Regions from separate parts of the Mus musculus genome. Here region 1 is linked to region 2. The links are chromatin contacts, called in public Micro-C maps. All regions are on one chromosome and are shown on one strand. The core of a region is the stretch at or near the end of the contact, and the rest is flanking DNA. Distances in the headings are between cores, read along the strand shown.

What was found. Hi-C and Micro-C count contacts between places; a contact is called where the count stands out from the background.
Region 1: a Micro-C map of embryonic stem cells shows a contact between it and region 2, with 14 times the contacts expected there. The contact joins the promoter of Tfap2d here to the promoter of Sox17 in region 2. A contact is called at or near these places in 5 of 39 promoter capture datasets (cranial neural crest, embryonic stem cells, maxillary cranial neural crest and 1 more) and 5 of 484 Hi-C or Micro-C datasets (cerebellum and embryonic stem cells).

The regions. Positions count from the first base shown.
Region 1 is chr1:19,101,364-19,105,009 of GRCm38.p6, forward strand. It overlaps Tfap2d (transcription factor AP-2, delta), which reads left to right and starts at 1,659. Exons shown (of 8, transcript NM_153154.3): 1 at 1,659-1,931; 2 at 3,001-3,498. The coding sequence starts at 1,893. It overlaps Gm15825 (predicted gene 15825), which reads right to left and starts at 3,477. Exons shown (of 4, transcript NR_151619.1): 1 at 3,307-3,477.
Region 2 is chr1:4,495,826-4,499,221 of GRCm38.p6, forward strand. It overlaps Sox17 (SRY (sex determining region Y)-box 17), which reads right to left and starts at 1,529. Exons shown (of 5, transcript NM_011441.5): 1 at 466-1,529; 2 at 1-117.

The DNA.
Region 1 (3,646 bases), core at 409-2,908, about 15 Mb after region 2:
AAGTCCATCTTAACAAGGGGAGCAAATATAGGCTGCTGATCCTGTGTGGAAGTGAGGCATCTTGGATGTCTATTGCAGACAATGCATTTTAATTCTTGTCATGTGTCCTTATGTATAGAGCCAATAGCTCTGAGTGACAGGCCCGGCTACCTTGTGTACCTTGTGTGAGCATGCCCTAATAAAACCTCCCATACCCTCAACCAAAAAAAAAAAAAAAAAAAAAAAAAAGCCACATGTCTGTTTGCCTGCGGCTTATTATTAAGACACCTTCTCAGCTTAAACACTTAAAAGGGAACCAAATGAAATAGCAATTAAGACTGAATTACCCTGTCTATCTCTGAGATGAGCTGGTGGGGCCAACTAACCCTCCAGGTTTTGGGTGTTTTATTTTTTTCCCCCTTGAGTAGGCAAGTTTGCTGATAAAACCTAGCATAGCCTCTATATCTTGAGCTTGTTGCTATCACACACACACACACACACACACACACACACAGAGAGAGAGAGAGAGAGAGAGAGAGAGAGAGAGAGAGAGAGAGAGAGAGACCTTCAAGACACTAGATAACTCAGTGGATCAGCCTAAATTTTGGATGAAGTATAACTCTAAAACTGTTTGAAAGTTGAGAAACCTAGAAGAAATGGAAATAGGTGTGTGTGTGTGTGTGTGTGTGTGTGTCAGTGTGCGCTGTTGTTCCCTGTCCCTTTCCAGCACCCTCTTTGTAAATGTAATGCAAGTATTTGGGGGTCCTTTAGGGGTAATATAACTGCTTCCTGTTGTTGAATGGTCCACACTCCCACCTTCCAAAATAGAAATAAGGAGAGACAGGCAGACAGACAGACAGATACAGAGAGGGACACAGAGAGGAGAACAAATAAAAAAACCAAACAAACAAACAAACAAAAATCACACTGTTTAAAAGAAAAGGGAAAAGAAAAATAGTAAAGGGGGGAAAACAGGCTGGGTTGGGGAGTGAAAGACATTTACTTAAGTGTGCAATATCCTCACACATCTTTATTCTCATACATTTTTCCAGTTGTCCTACTTCTTTGTAACAGAAACTTAGGACTGTCCATCATGATTATCTATCTTAAAAACTGCTTAAAAAAATGTTAGCCACCACCTGGTGTTGCCTTTCAAGGACGAAGAACAGAAATTCAATGTAAATATGAGAAAAGGGGTATTGTTTTCACTTGGAAGAAGGCAGACATCCCAACTGGGCAAGACTGATTGCAATGCCTGTTGGAAAAAAAGATCAGCTTTCAACATCCAGGGAGTGGAACCAATAGGAACAAATGCCCAGTCATGTAAAAGAAAGGTTTAATTAATATATGTTTCTGTCTGTAAGCTGCATGTATTGGGGATAGATTTCTATCTTCGCAATAAAAATGTGTAAATGCTCTCTGCAGAGATGCGTCCTCACCTCAGTCGGTATAGAAAAGCATGATAAAGGTTGTGGAAAATGGATAAAAAATGTTGAAAGAACCCCCAGTTCCTTATTAGGCGAAGATACAATATTTATTCCTTGTCTCATGGGATAAATCTCTTCTGCCTATTGTCCTCCCCGTTCTCACTGCTGATGCTTAATTTTCAAAACTTCTATATTACCAAGGGACCTACGACATCAGCCAAAGAAATTCTCAGCAAGTACAAAATCTGTTCCAGGGAGCTGCTTTTGTGCAGAGGGAAAATTTTGTTCCTACAGGTTTTTTAAGTGGGTACGAGGCAAGGAGCTATCTGATCCGGGCAAAACCATTACAGTTTAGATCTCTATCTACGGAACATTTTTTTTCTTCCTTTAAAAAAAATTGGAAAATACAAGAAGTTTTGGATTTTTTTTTCCTGATTCTTTTTTTGGAGGGGGAAATTGCATCGTAAGCTTTTGGAGAAACCCATCATGTCAACTACCTTTCCCGGACTAGTCCACGATGCGGAGGTATTATTACTTTTTTGTGTGTGTGTGTGAGCGCGCGCGCGTGAGTGTGTGAGTGTGTGGCGGCGGCGGTGGTGGTGGCGGTGGTGGTGGCAGCTTCCCCTGCCTCTAATCTATATTGGACCGTTACGTTTAATTATAATCTGGCTTTCGGGAGAAGTTACGGAAGGGAACGGGAGAAAGTTCGTTATGACATCTGTCGCAGGGAGGGCAACTCTCCTCCAAGTTAAGCACCATTTGCAGTAATGAGGGAGAAGCATAATCCTAACAATAAGTGGGGACGAGGAGAAAGCTAGAGACACAGAAAGGATTCTCCGAAAAGCAAAGAAAGGGGACTGATGAGGGACAGTAGGTGGACGTGGGGGTTGGGGGGTGGGGGGGAAGAACGCAGCGCATCCCTTTCAGAAGGGGTTTATTCAAGAAATGGCACACAAGTGGCTATGGGGGCGAGCAAGTTGAACAATTTGCACGGACTGGGATTTTTAATGTACATGTATATATACCTTTATATTTGTGGACGGTGATCCTTTTATTTATTTATTTTTTTTTTAGCAGCTCAGGCTGAACACCTCCGCATGGCCAGGAGGCATTTCGGTGCTAGGGTCTGGCTGGAGTAGCGATGTGCATCCTAGCGTTTTCTGCATGTGGACTCTCTTGCTCCCCTAAGCCCCCAGTCACCTGCAAACCTGACTCCCAACGCCTAGCTCCAGGCACAAGTTGAGAATTGAAGGGTGTGAGTGTATTTGAGTGTGTGTGTGTGTCTGTCCGTCTGTCTGTCTGACTGTGTGTGCATGTGTAATGTCGCCCGCACCTATATAGGGTGGGGGATTCCCCCCACCCCACCCCGCTCTCTCCACTGTGAAGACGAGGCCGCCCACCCCCAGTTCAACTGTTAGCGAAGTCTGCTTGGTGAAGGCACTCACTGAGTCCGGCTGCTCTCCGGAAGCCCAGCGCGCTCTCTCCTCCTAGGGAGAGACAGGGAAAGCTCCCGACTCTGGGAGAGTGGCGCCTTGGTTGCAAAATGACAAACCTCAAGTTTTTCTGCTCTCCCCTTTCCCCCTCTTCCTTCCAGATACGTCACGACGGATCAAACAGCTACCGTTTGATGCAGCTTGGCTGTCTGGAGTCCGTAGCCAATTCCACGGTTGCCTATTCCTCCTCCTCTCCTTTAACTTACTCTACCACCGGCACCGAGTTTGCGTCCCCCTACTTCTCCACTAACCACCAGTACACCCCGCTCCACCACCAGTCCTTCCATTACGAGTTCCAGCACAGCCACCCGGCGGTCACTCCCGACGCCTACTCTCTGAACTCGCTCCACCACTCACAACAGTACTACCAGCAGATTCACCACGGGGAGCCCACCGACTTTATTAACCTGCACAATGCGCGGGCTCTCAAGTCCTCCTGCCTGGACGAGCAGAGGCGGGAGCTGGGTTGCCTCGATGCCTACCGCCGCCACGACCTGTCCCTCATGAGCCATGGCTCTCAGTATGGAATGCACCCAGATCAAAGACTCCTGCCAGGGCCCAGCCTGGGGCTGGCCGCCGCGGGAGCCGACGACTTGCAGGTAAATAAGCGTGCAGCGGGTTTGTCTGCGCCCTCCCCCTGCCCTCCCCCTCCCGCTCTCCGTTAATACTCTAGCTTTAAGTCTCTCTCTCTCTCTCTCTCTCTCTCTCTCTCTCTCTCTCTCTCTCTCACACACACACACACACACA
Region 2 (3,396 bases), core at 279-2,778:
GTGTTTTTTTTTTTTTTAAATAAACTACGGGTTTTGTTTGAAATGACGATTGAAAACAGTAGCGGGTCCAGAATGCATTTTCTCTGTCTTCCCTGTCTTGGTTGATTTCTCTAAAAACTAAGAGACAACAGAAATATAATTCAGGTGTAGGTCTAGAAAATGTATTTACACCATTTTACCTGGGTACCTAGTTCTGTTCGAGCTCCATAAAAGGAACTGAGAAAGTGGTTAGAAAGAAAGCCCGGGGATGGGGAGGCAGCGTTATTTACAAGCATCCCTGAAGATTAACAACTGATCTTTCTGAGGGAAAGCACAAACACAGTAGGAGTCCAAGCGACCACTTTTGGGCTCTTCCCCGTTCCTTAAAACAGCCTCCCCTGGAGTCCCTAGATAGCACTTTACTTAACAAATCTACCAGGAAATGTGGCGCTTTCCCAAGACTAGTCCCCCTTCCCGTCCTCTTACCTAGATCTAACTTCTGCTGACCATTCTCTTGATAGATACTTTGGGAGGAGTGTTGGGGCCAACCGCACTTCAGACCCGCCAGCAGTGTGAGTGGGCCATATTTCAGTTTCTTCACTAAATGGGTGTTGGAAGCCGAGCTCACGACGTTATCAAAGCCAGCCACAAATGCCACAAGTAAAGAAGCAAACATCCGGAGCGGCTTCCTGCAAGCCTTGCTTCCCTCAACACTAGAGATTTACTGGGGTGGGGGTGGGTATCTGGACTAGAAGCCTGGCACGCCTGTCTGCTGTAGTCCGCAGCGGTATCACACTCAAACAGTGCAGGATTTCTAGGTGGCTACTGCCTAAGCCACATCCCCAAAGCAGACCTGAGGCTCGAAAGGCTGGGGCAAGGAAGCGTCTAATGTAACTAGAAGCTGTGCCCGTAACCATTTGGGGCCTGTAGCAAGCGGGTTGGTGATCAACTGGGACTCCGAAGTGGGAGAGTCTAAGCCACTCTTCTACAGCGAGCCTCAGAGTGAGTGGTTGATTTCTCGAAGGTTTTATGGTTTTGGTGTTCTGATGGCCAAGGCCTGTTAAAGGACATTCAAGTCCAATTGCACAGGATCCGTGGGCACTCAAGCAGATCCGTGGTCTGTGGAGAGCAAGTTCATGAGGGCGGAAAAGGGAGCGTGGGCTGTCATCACGGAGACAGCCCCCGGCGGACTCTAAGATAACAGAGACAATAGTACCACTGGACGGTCTAAAATACGTGCCTCAGAGTCTGCCTCTGAGAACACCGAGCGTCGTGCCCCGGGCTCCGCACCTCCCAGGTAGGGCCACGCAGAGCGATGCGGTCGATTGGCACCTTTCACCCGGGCACCAAAAGGCGCAGTCTCTTCTCCCCTTTATACCTTTCGCGCTCTTTCCAGTCCCTGGTCAGTCCCCAGTGGGTCGGAGGTGGAGATGGAAATTCGGGAACTTGAGAGGAAAGAGTGGCAAGAAAGACAGTGATCACCGGCCCCCACGGTGGCCCAGAACATTCAGGCCAGACCCTGCAATCTTCGCTTTGCTAGCCTCTCCCGTGAGAGCTGAGAACGTCTGACCCCAAGATTAACTTCGGGGGCTCATTCCGCACACCGTTGGGAGCGTGCATCCTGGGTGGGCGGGGTCTCACGTAACTGTCCGAATCTCTGTCTAATCGTGCCCCGAAACCCCACCCTAGCAGCTGGCGACTCGGAGACCACGTCCTCCTTCCCGCTCGGCCCTAGCTGAGTTTTTCCGCGGCGAAGCAGGAAGTAAACTGCTCCCGCTCCACTTCCCAGCTCAGTAACCGGTCGGGAATGTTTCTTAGAACCCATACCCCATCTGTGTTCCCCAGACGAAGTAAGGACTCCTCTTTATTCCTGCTCCATGGAACCTCAGGTTCTCTTGGGACGGTAGTCTGAGAGCTAGGAATGAAGCCTTGCTCACATTTCTTTGTCCTCTTCCTTGAAATTTAAAGACAATTCAAATATGGCTTGGGTTTTTATAAAGGTGATGGCTGCTGTAGCCTAGTAGTACCACACCCTAGGGAAGACGGGCTTCCTTGGAGAAAGGCAATCCTCGCCTTGCAGTCTGGCCTGTCACTGTGAGCAGAGCACTTGCACTCTCTCCAGAGAGCAAACTGGGTAGGACTGCTTCCCAGGATGCCCAGTGTGGCATCCTTAGTCTTCTTCTCTGATTTATTAATATCCAGCTCAGTCTATGATCCTGTAATACTCCGTTCCTGGACTGTGAAAGTGATGATGACTACACAGTGGGTCAAGCACATTGAGTTGTTTCGTTGAGTTTGCTTTGGTTTTGTAGCAGAGGCAATAGGTGCCTTTCCATCCAGAAAACTCTGCTCCCAAGATCCCCTATCAGGATTAACTGCATGGCGCCAGATTGTTGGTTAGGGCAAGGTATGTGCTCTGTGATCATGGAAATGATCAAAGTTAAATAGGACTTGCCACTCCTGACAGCACTCATTACCTCCTGTATGCGCTTCAAGCATAACAGATTTCTAACCTGAACCTAATTTAGCTTCCAAAGCTTAAAAACAAGAGGGAAGAGTTAGGAAGCCTTCCGGGGTTTCAGCTGGGTTACTTGAATGTTGTACTCTACCCATTTGGTGAACATGCCAACAAGTTCATAGCAACACAGGGTCTTCCGTTCACTACACCTTTCAATCCTGGATCACAGGGCTTTCCAGCCTTGACTACATACTTACGAATAATAGAATGTCCAGATTAATCCTTGGGTCTTCTTACTCCTAAGTGGAAACAGTAAGGACCATCTCCATAGACCTTAAAGGCTCATATGTCTGGGTCACAGGACTTCTGGAGAGTAATATTCTCTCCACGTCTCCTTCAATAATTCAAATTGCATCTGAAATCACAACATTACTGGGTGTTTAAATCCCACGGCTATCTTAATGCTTTTATCGAAGAAAGCCAGGCTGAAGATGCACATACATAATTTTACAAGTAGCTATATGATGCAAAAGTAAATGTCTGTCTTTAGGGCATTTGGAAAGTTATCTTTGAAATTAATTTCTTCATAAGCATGGTAATGTTTACAATGCAGTTTCCCTACCTCATCTGACCCTCACAACTGCCCTGGAAGTTACTGAAGTCGCTATGCCCGCAGTCCTCTTTTGGTGAAAAAAGAGCAGCGACTCAGTGACTTAACGCCACATAACAAAGGTTCTTAGACCATATCATTTTTCTAGCAGGAAACAATAACAGGCCTTATTATGAATTTATTTCTGTGCCATGTTTACAAATAATGAGAGACAAATTGGAATTTACAAGGATTAAATAAAGGAGTCAGTAGTGATGGATTAAGGATCCTTGGAAAAGAATGAAATGTTCTTATTAACTGGGTCATGATACTTTTGATACCAGAAGTACAGCAATGAAAAAGAGAAAGT